Linked DNA regions of Mus musculus: region 1 is linked to region 2. The links are chromatin contacts, called in public promoter capture Hi-C maps. All regions are on one chromosome and are shown on one strand. The core of a region is the stretch at or near the end of the contact, and the rest is flanking DNA. Distances in the headings are between cores, read along the strand shown.

Region 1 (4,276 bases), core at 1,769-4,268, 280 kb before region 2:
TATTTATTATTTATTTTGCTTTATTAAAGTTTTCTTACTTACATGCATTTATACCACGTGCATGCCTGATGCCCATGGAGGTCAAAAGAAGGCATTGGATTCTCTGAAACTGTAGTTACAGAGGGTTATAAAACTACTCACTGTATTGTGCTAGAAACTAAACCTGAGTCCTCTGCAAGAGTGATAAGTGCTCCCGAGCCCCAAAGGGAGCCTGTTGTTAAGATCAGAAAAAACAGGGATCAAAGCCATAATTTAGAATCTTATTCCCCCATCATTGGGGTTACAATGCATAGGATGGAAAGATGTATATATATATGATGTATATGTATATGTACACACACATAGATAGATAGATAGATAGATAGATAGATAGATAGATAGATAGATAGATAGGCACACACCTTTAATCCCAGTACTTAGGAGGTAGAGAGAGGCAGGCAGATCTCAGAGTTAGAGGCTAACCTGGCCTACAGAGTAAGTTCCAGGTCAGCCAGGGCTACATAGAGAAACCCTCTTTTGAAACAACAACAAAAACAAAACAGAAATTTTATTTCTTTGTGTATTTTGTGAACACGTGTGTGTGTGTGAGTGTGTGTGTGTAGTGTCTGTGAGAGTACAATGATACACATGTAAAGTTTAGAAAATACCTTTGGGAGTCTCTCCTGCCACCACGTGGATCATGGAGATTCGACTCCAGTCAACTCAGGCTTGGCAACAAACACCTGCAACCCACTGGTATGTTTTATCTTGGTCTTTGAAGTGACTTAGATTCAGAAACTCATCACTCTTTAAAAGAAGTTAGGAGGTATTTGATATGGAGCTTTTGTTTATTTACAGTTTGCCCAAAGTATAAAAAGAGAGATTCCAGAGTTCTCTGGCTTTTCTCCATAGTGATAGAATTTTATAGAAACAGTGAAGGGAAGCCAGGAAATGCGCATGTTAATTGACTGTCCAAAAAGGGAACACTGTCCCTTTTTTTAAGAGTGTCTCTTCTGCAGGGGCCACTGTGCTGGAATGATCTGTTGTCTGAGCCCTGGTTGCCACGTGAGACCACCCTCACTGGGCTCACTAACATTCCAGGAAAGGAGAGACCATGTCTCCTCAGTCCCAGCCATCCCAAGGATATAAAAACAGTTAACAATTGTTAGCGGGCAGGGAAGGGGGTTGGGGTGGGGGGGGAATTCTTTGGTGGTGTAGCTGTCCTTAAACAATCCCAATTAAACTCATGGGCTCACTAGGCTGGATTTAGATTTGTTTGATGTGCCCTGGCCCTCCCTATCTGGAGTGAATAGAAATAGAGTCCGCAGGGAAAGTCATGCATCAGTGTCCTAGGCTCTGGATATTCGTGCACAGCATCCAAAGGCCAGGCCACTTAGCTGATCACCTGCCCTGAGGGAAGCCCAAACATATCTCCATGCCTCACTCTTGTCACAGGGCTGTCTGGATATCTAGATATTCAGGGCCCCTTCCCCCAGCAGCCTGAATATACATTTAGGCTGACAGTTTCTGGAAACTTCCTTGAGGCTGAGCATCAGTGATGCAAATGCACCATTCCTTACTAGAATCAAAGCTTCTGCTATAACCTGCTTTCCAGTACTGGCTACAATCATCTCAAGTCCTGCAAGGCTCAGGAATGTCTGTGGCATTTTTGTTTGTTTTGTTTTGTTTTGTTTTGTTTGAGGCAGGGTCTCTCTATGTACCCTTGGATGTCCTGGAACTTGCTGTGGGCACCCAGCTGGCCTTGACATCAGAGATCACCTGTCTTTGCCTCTCAAATGCTATTAAAGACTTGCACTACTGTGCCTGGCAAATCTGTTTTGTTGTTGTTGTTGTTGTTTTGTTGTTGTTGTTGTTATTATTATTGTTGTTGTTGTTTTGGAGGAGCTACATAGACTGTGACAGAAATCTCTGTCCAGAGTCCTTTGAATCACCCCTTGGTCTTGGTCTTTATCTTTACTATCTCTATGAATATCAGTTTTGAGTCTTTCTCTGCCGCTGCCCATCCTCCCAACCCCCACTGGAAGGAAGATGTCACATTAGTTTCCCAGATAATCTATACACCCACTACTTGAAATTGACACATTATTGTGATTTTTGTTGGTGACTTATTCTCAGGGAGAGAAGTTTATGCACCTTTAGAGGGAAAAGAGGGTCATGTTGGTGTTGTGTGATTGATTTTTCCTGGGGACACATGAACAGATTGTCTGTTCACCCCAGATAGAGAATTTGATGTCAGATCAAAGGAACAATTCTAGCCAAGCCTAGATTACCAATAATCTCATTTATTGACAAACCAATGATCTTACTTACAGGAGCATGATGGTTAGTTTATAAAGTGTGGGTGACACCAGAATAGTGGCATCACTGCAAAGCCCCACCTTAGCAATGATGATCTCATATAAAACTGCATCATGAAATCCTACCTTCAGTTAACCTTGCATTTCTTAAATACTGAGAACTTCCCAAGATCATGTGCAACTGGGAGGGACAGAAAGAGAGGTGACTACTATCTCAGTTCTATGATCTCCCTTTGCCCCTCCAGGGAATAGTAACAGTCCTATACATTTGCTATAGACCTAGAATCCCACTGTGTTCTGTTGTCACGGCAACTGGGCCAGGCATTCTATAGGTCACTACAACAATCTGGGCTCCGAGATGGTGAGGGAGTTGTAGCAGACTCTGTGTGTTTGTGTGTGTGTGTGGTGTTGGGGACAGAGGGATAGCTTTATTCCAACAGCTGGGGACAGTGTCAGCTGAGCATATAGCTTCTGATGCTGTGAGTGGATATTGACAACCGTGGGCCCTAGCTTCGTTATTTTCCTTAACACTGAAGCTTTGGGAAATAGATGCCTTCTGTAAAGATGAGCTGGCTGAGTGGTGATGCCTGCCTGGTACTGCCGTGCAGAAAGAAGCAACAGAATTTGTAGGCTGCAACTCCATGCATGTCTTTAGGTGACAGCATTGCTTAGAAGCTTTACCTTCTGGTACAATTTGGAAGCCTTTGGATGTTACATAATGTTCTGGGGAATAGGGAGTTGGCCTTAATTGTCACCCAGAACAGTGGTTCCAAGATGTTGGCTGACGATCAGAGCATATCCATGACAAAGATCTCATGTCTGGGCAGAATGGAAAAGAACATTGTGAAATGTCAGCAGCTACTTATAATGTACTCAAGTACCTTCATAGAATTCTTATTCTAAGAGTATACCCTACCCCCATCTTTCACGAGAGGTTATCTTATGGAAATAGTAGCAGTAGTTGTCATTTGTAAAATCTCTCTTCCATTAGAAAAATAGCAACCTAATTTTGATATATTTAGCAGCGAAAGGAATGTATTACTTTACTTAGAAAGCCTAGTCTGGGAACCATTAGCCTTAGGGGTCCATGAAACTATCCTGAGCCCTAGGTTTGTTTGAGTTGGTGCTATTGTGCTGACAGTGCTGAGGCTCAGCACCCTATCAGTAGCTTATGGAGCAGCCGGCTCTCTTAGGGGACCCCCCTCAAGCAAAGCTGGAGCCTTGGCTACGGCGTAAGAAAAGAATCTTAGGTTGAACCAGGGTGAAGTGAAGTTAGAGTGTTTGTTGTAAAGATGATAGTACAGTTTTTTGTATCGAGAATTTGGGTTTCTTTAAGAATCCAGTTATGTTATATGAATATGTTTTTGATTTAGTCTTAGGTGTGGGATATGGGGCTGCCTTGGATAGTCCACAGCAGCAGACTATGATTTGTCTCACTCTCTGGGAGGGGAGTGATTTTGCCAGTTGAAGATCCTCTGTATTTGGGATTCTGGTCTTGAGAGGGTACAAAAGTGCCACAGCCTGAGAGGCTGCTGAGATTGCTGCTCCCCCTGTTGCTGCTGGTGGCTGTTTTTGCAGTTTGTCAAGTGATCAGAGCAAAGACAGAAGAAGAAATTGGATATCCTGACCGAGAAGGTCAAACTTGCTGCAAGGAACTCGACACCCTTAATCAACAAGAGAGATCAACACCCCCTTTCCCCTCTGACCTCCTTTCTCACCTACCTAATGTTGTAGGGTTGGAAGGGATTGGAGTGGAAAAGGTGTTAGATATAAGAACACAATAAAGTAACCAAAAAACACTTTAGATTTAAGTTTGGGGTGGGTGGATGGGGTATTTAGGAGAACTTCAGTACACACTCAGATCTGAGCACATACTTCTGAGAGTTACCTTGGGTGTCTTTATAACGGCTAGAGATGACTCTTCGTCATCCTAATTTGCACTGTTTAAAAGTTATACTTTACAGTATTATAATGATTAA
Region 2 (4,168 bases), core at 474-2,973:
CCACACTCACACACCCTCACACACAAACCACATACACACACACACACACACACACACACACACACACACACACACGCGCGCACATATTCACAGGCACTATAACAGCTATGTCTAGATGGTCCCATCAAGCATCTTTGGAACTTCTCTGAGTGAGATGCAGGATGGTCACAGTTCTTGAATCAAAACTCTTATTAGTGAATGCTGTGTAGGCCCTTCCTTACCTCAGTGCCCGCAGTTTCTGCCCCATGGTCCAGGGTCTGCAGCGGATATTTGCCATGAGATCTTTCTGAAACTGTATATTCTGGAAGATTTGTTCCGGATCACTGCTGTCTCCCGTTTCATCAGCATTAAAGCTGTCATCGGAGTTACTGGGTGGAAAAGGGGAATCATGGAGGAAATCTGATTACAGAATTGCTTTCAGCAAAGGGCATCTTTCTTGTGTAACTTCTGCATCTCACTGTCCCAGGGTCATCTGTAGTGTGTGTGTGTGTGTGTGTGTGTGTTTGTGTCCATAGACTGACAGAATTTGGTAATGTCAGCAGTCCTTAGAAACTCATTTGTAGATTCTATTACTTCAGTGGTCAGTGAAAAGGAATAAGTTCTCATGGCAAACGACAGCAAAGGAGAGAGGAGAAGAGGAATTCCCACATTTGATTCCATTTTTGAGGAACAGTAGTTTTGAGAAGGGACACAATGTCATCTATAGGCTCACTGAGGTGAGGAGCAAAGCTTGGAGACACAATTCCTCTTTCTCCCACTCTAAAGGTAAAAGAAACAAACATGTGGCCTGTGTTGCCTGGAGATGCCTCTCTGTTGTGTTCATTTTAAACACAAGATAAGAGGTGAGGCAGGCAGTGGTTTTTACAAACAACAACAACAACAACAACAACAACAAAATGCGTTAAATGACTGCATTGGGCAAACTCCTTAGGGCATAGCTACTGTGTAGAACAATTTTTCAACATTTAACAGGGACTTTCTTCCATAGTAATTCTAAATATGTAACTCAATATTTTTTTAAGGAGATGAGTAACCTATGGCTTTTGCAAAAGAACACATTTCCTCTCATTTTGATCAGGAAGTCTTTTATTTCCTCAAAGGAAAATTTCTCTAGAGTTAGAGGAGGTTTCAGTATTTAACAGAAAATCTTCCCGAAACACACCTAAGACGTTCAGTTCTCATCCCCGCCCACATCCCCGTGCTCAGAAGCGTTTTCCAGCAGACACCTGATTTATCAGAGGCAGCAGATGGCTTGTCTGCTCTCTTCCGACGCTAGCAATTGAGGAAGCAGGGAGAAGCAGATGAAGCCCATGTGTGGAATTGGCAGGCAACAAAATAAGTGCAGGATACAGGCTTTGGAGCTGGGAGCTTGCAACTGTCTTCCTCTCTGAGCATTGCTGTGGTCGCCACCCCAGTTCCTCATGACCCCAGAGAAGTAAGTTTCTGCACTGGAGAACCCAGCAAGGCACTCACCCAAGAAGCAGGGAGTCCTGGTAGAGATAACACTGGCTGGCGTTTCTCCGAATGCTTCTGTAGCGCTGGGATGCCTTTGAGGTTTTCATGAGGCCTGGTCTGTAGCCAATGGTCCCTAGGGATAGCCAGGGAATTGGAAAGCCTTGATTTTGCAGGCAGGGTTCTGTTCCAAATGAGCTGTCTGAAAGAGGCCTGCAGAGTTGACCTGCTCTCCTCCTTCAGAAACAGGAGCAAATGTCTGCCTGCATCTGGTGCTCAGGGCAGAAAAACCAGGAGGGCAGCCAGGGTCATACATATGTAACAGTGAGGTGGGTGTGTTCACATTGATTGGCTAAGATCGGGACAGTTGGAGGCGTGGCCCAGTAGCCTAGGGCTGTCTTGGTTCTTCCTAAAGTCCATCAGTAATCTCTTGTGCCCAGACAGGGCTCAAAGACTTGCAAACTCCTCTACATCTGACTACAGCTGGCAGTTGCTAAACACTTTAGGAGCATAGGAGGCAGGGTGTGGTGGGTCTCTCCAGAAGAGACTTAGAGACAGCAAGTGCACTGCCTATCCAGGCACAGACAATAGCACTCTATTCTTTTCTCCCTCTACATCTTTTTGATTTTGTACTTTGAAAGATGTCAAGCTTACAGAAATGTTGACATCACAGTACCATGAACCTCTGGCTACTTTCAAGCATTAACCATTTACATGTTGCCACAGTTGTCTCAGTACCACCCATGTTTTCCCTGCTACCTACCTACCTGCTACCTAACAAATGCTTAGAAACCAGTAAACTCTAGAAATAATGATGTTTCAACCTTCAAGACTTCCATGTTCTAGTAACAAAAAACGGGATTACTTTAGTTCTAGTCTTACATGTATTAAGTATGGACATATCAGTATGCATAATGACCCATAAAGCTGAGTTTGAGAAAAATTAAGATTTTTATTTATTTCATATTATTTTATTTTCATCTCAGGGCTGGAGAAATGTCCCATAAATTAAAAGAATTTGCTACTCTTGCAGAGGACCTAAGTTCAGCCCACTAACCACCTCTAACTCAAGCTCCAGGGAACCTCTTCTATCCTCTATACATGGTTCTCGTTTCTCTCTCTCTCTCTCTCTCTCTCTCTCTCTCTCTCTCTCTCTCTCTCTCTCTCTCTCTCTCTCTCTCTCAGAAATGCTTAGAAAACAAGACTCTGGAAATCCATGTATGTTGGAGGTCAAAAAATGTATAGCTTTAGAAAATGTGGCATCTTGCCCATACAAAGGCCAAATGGGGCCCATTCCCTTATCGCCTGCATGTTTCCTTTGTTAGCTGTACACTGGCTTTTTAGCCAAACATCTTATCCCCGGCCAAGGCCTTTGGTGCACTTGGGAATTACAAACCTGTTTGCTAGTGAACACCCAGAGCCCTGGCTGCTTGCAGGGAGTTAACACACTTGTGTGTAGCTGAGCAGGCTAATGCAGTGCTAGAAAGCATGGCTCAGCTCTGCTGAACACTCTGTCTTGCCCACATTAAGAACTCTACATGAGCAGAGGTCAGGGCAGTGCCCCAGACAACAGAGCAGAAGGAAGGCACAGACAACCACAAAGTGTGGGAATGGGAGAGGGTCTCATTCATTTGTTCATTTATTTTTCATTTATTTTTCTTTTAATTTATTATAGCAATAACTCCTTCTATTGGCCACAAGTAAAAACTGGTGAGAGGCAAAAGAGAACTCTTAATTCTCTCCTTACATTTGTTTTAATATGTTACTGTGGCTATTGAGAAAATGAATTTTAAAATAATGTTAACTTTAAATTATTTTTAATTGACACAAGATTGTACATATTTAAAGGTATTGTGTATTATGGTGATATACAATAAAGTGTAAACAGAGCCAAATTAGACTAATGAGCAAACCTGTGGTCTGAAGTATTTAGCATTTCCTTGTGTTAGGAACATTAGAAAATCCCAATTTCTGGCTATTTTGAAGTGTGCAATAAATTTAAATAAAAGTATTTCACATAATGTCATTTGTAGGGTGCTCTTTGTGGTTTCTATGGTTTGAAGTCCCCAGACTTCTGCTAGGGACATGTGGACGAGGCTCTTGACAGTTGGTCCTTACGGTCCTGTGTGTGAACCCCTATCCTTCAGGGTTCTACTGCTCTGGACTCCAGAGATGGGGCAGAAAGTGAAAATGCAGGTGCATCGTTCTGAATGCTTGAATGATTGACAGTGTGTGCCTTTTGCCCCTCGTGAGAGAGCGATTAGAACCCCAATTGCTGGATGCTTCTAAGCCATCTCTGCATGTACAGTGATAATAGCACTAAAAGGCCCCCAGATGCTTCAAGTCAAACATTCCTCTTCAAAGGGATCCAAGCAATGTCAGAATGACCTATAACTAGTATTTTAAGCACTGTAAGTGCTTATAGGGTTCCATGATGCGAGAGGAGAAGTCATGAAGGGAGAAGAAGAGAGAAGATAGGACCTGACTCTGTAGTGTTAGAGCTTGTGGATACCATTTCTTCCAAAAGGAAACCAGAGTAATATTTAGTTTTAAATCCCAGAAGATTTGAATAGAAGTCACCCGGTGGTTTAGCTTACAGGAACAAAAACGTCCATTTCCTACATTGCTGATTAAGATTGTTTTATCCTGCTAAGTGAATTATATTCTGAGACACTAATATCCAGAGAGCATCTTGACCTGTAGACAAGGGAGTCTG

The links. Promoter capture Hi-C pulls out the DNA fragments that hold promoters and counts their contacts.
Region 1: a contact with region 2 is called in a promoter capture Hi-C map of hippocampal neurons, with 3 times the contacts expected there. The contact joins the enhancer-like site here to the promoter of Tmc3 in region 2. A contact is called at or near these places in 7 of 39 promoter capture datasets (the C10 cell line, hippocampal neurons, liver and 2 more), 1 of 484 Hi-C or Micro-C datasets (trophoblast stem cells), 1 of 115 datasets of contacts at active chromatin or transcription factors (pancreatic cancer cells) and 2 of 9 other capture datasets (adipose tissue and liver).

What each region holds. Positions count from the first base shown.
Region 1 is chr7:83,867,128-83,871,403 of GRCm38.p6, reverse strand. No RefSeq gene overlaps it. Among named protein-coding and RNA genes, the nearest start is that of Tlnrd1, 15 kb to the left of the region's middle. Within about 2 kb of position 3,018, at least 10 of the 459 cell types and tissues checked have an H3K27ac peak or open chromatin away from gene starts, as enhancers often do. A contact at or near this core is called in hippocampal neurons, where this site is marked.
Region 2 is chr7:83,582,486-83,586,653 of GRCm38.p6, reverse strand. It overlaps Tmc3 (transmembrane channel-like gene family 3), which reads right to left and starts at 1,723. Exons shown (of 23, transcript NM_177695.4): 1 at 1,474-1,723; 2 at 222-368. The coding sequence starts at 1,562.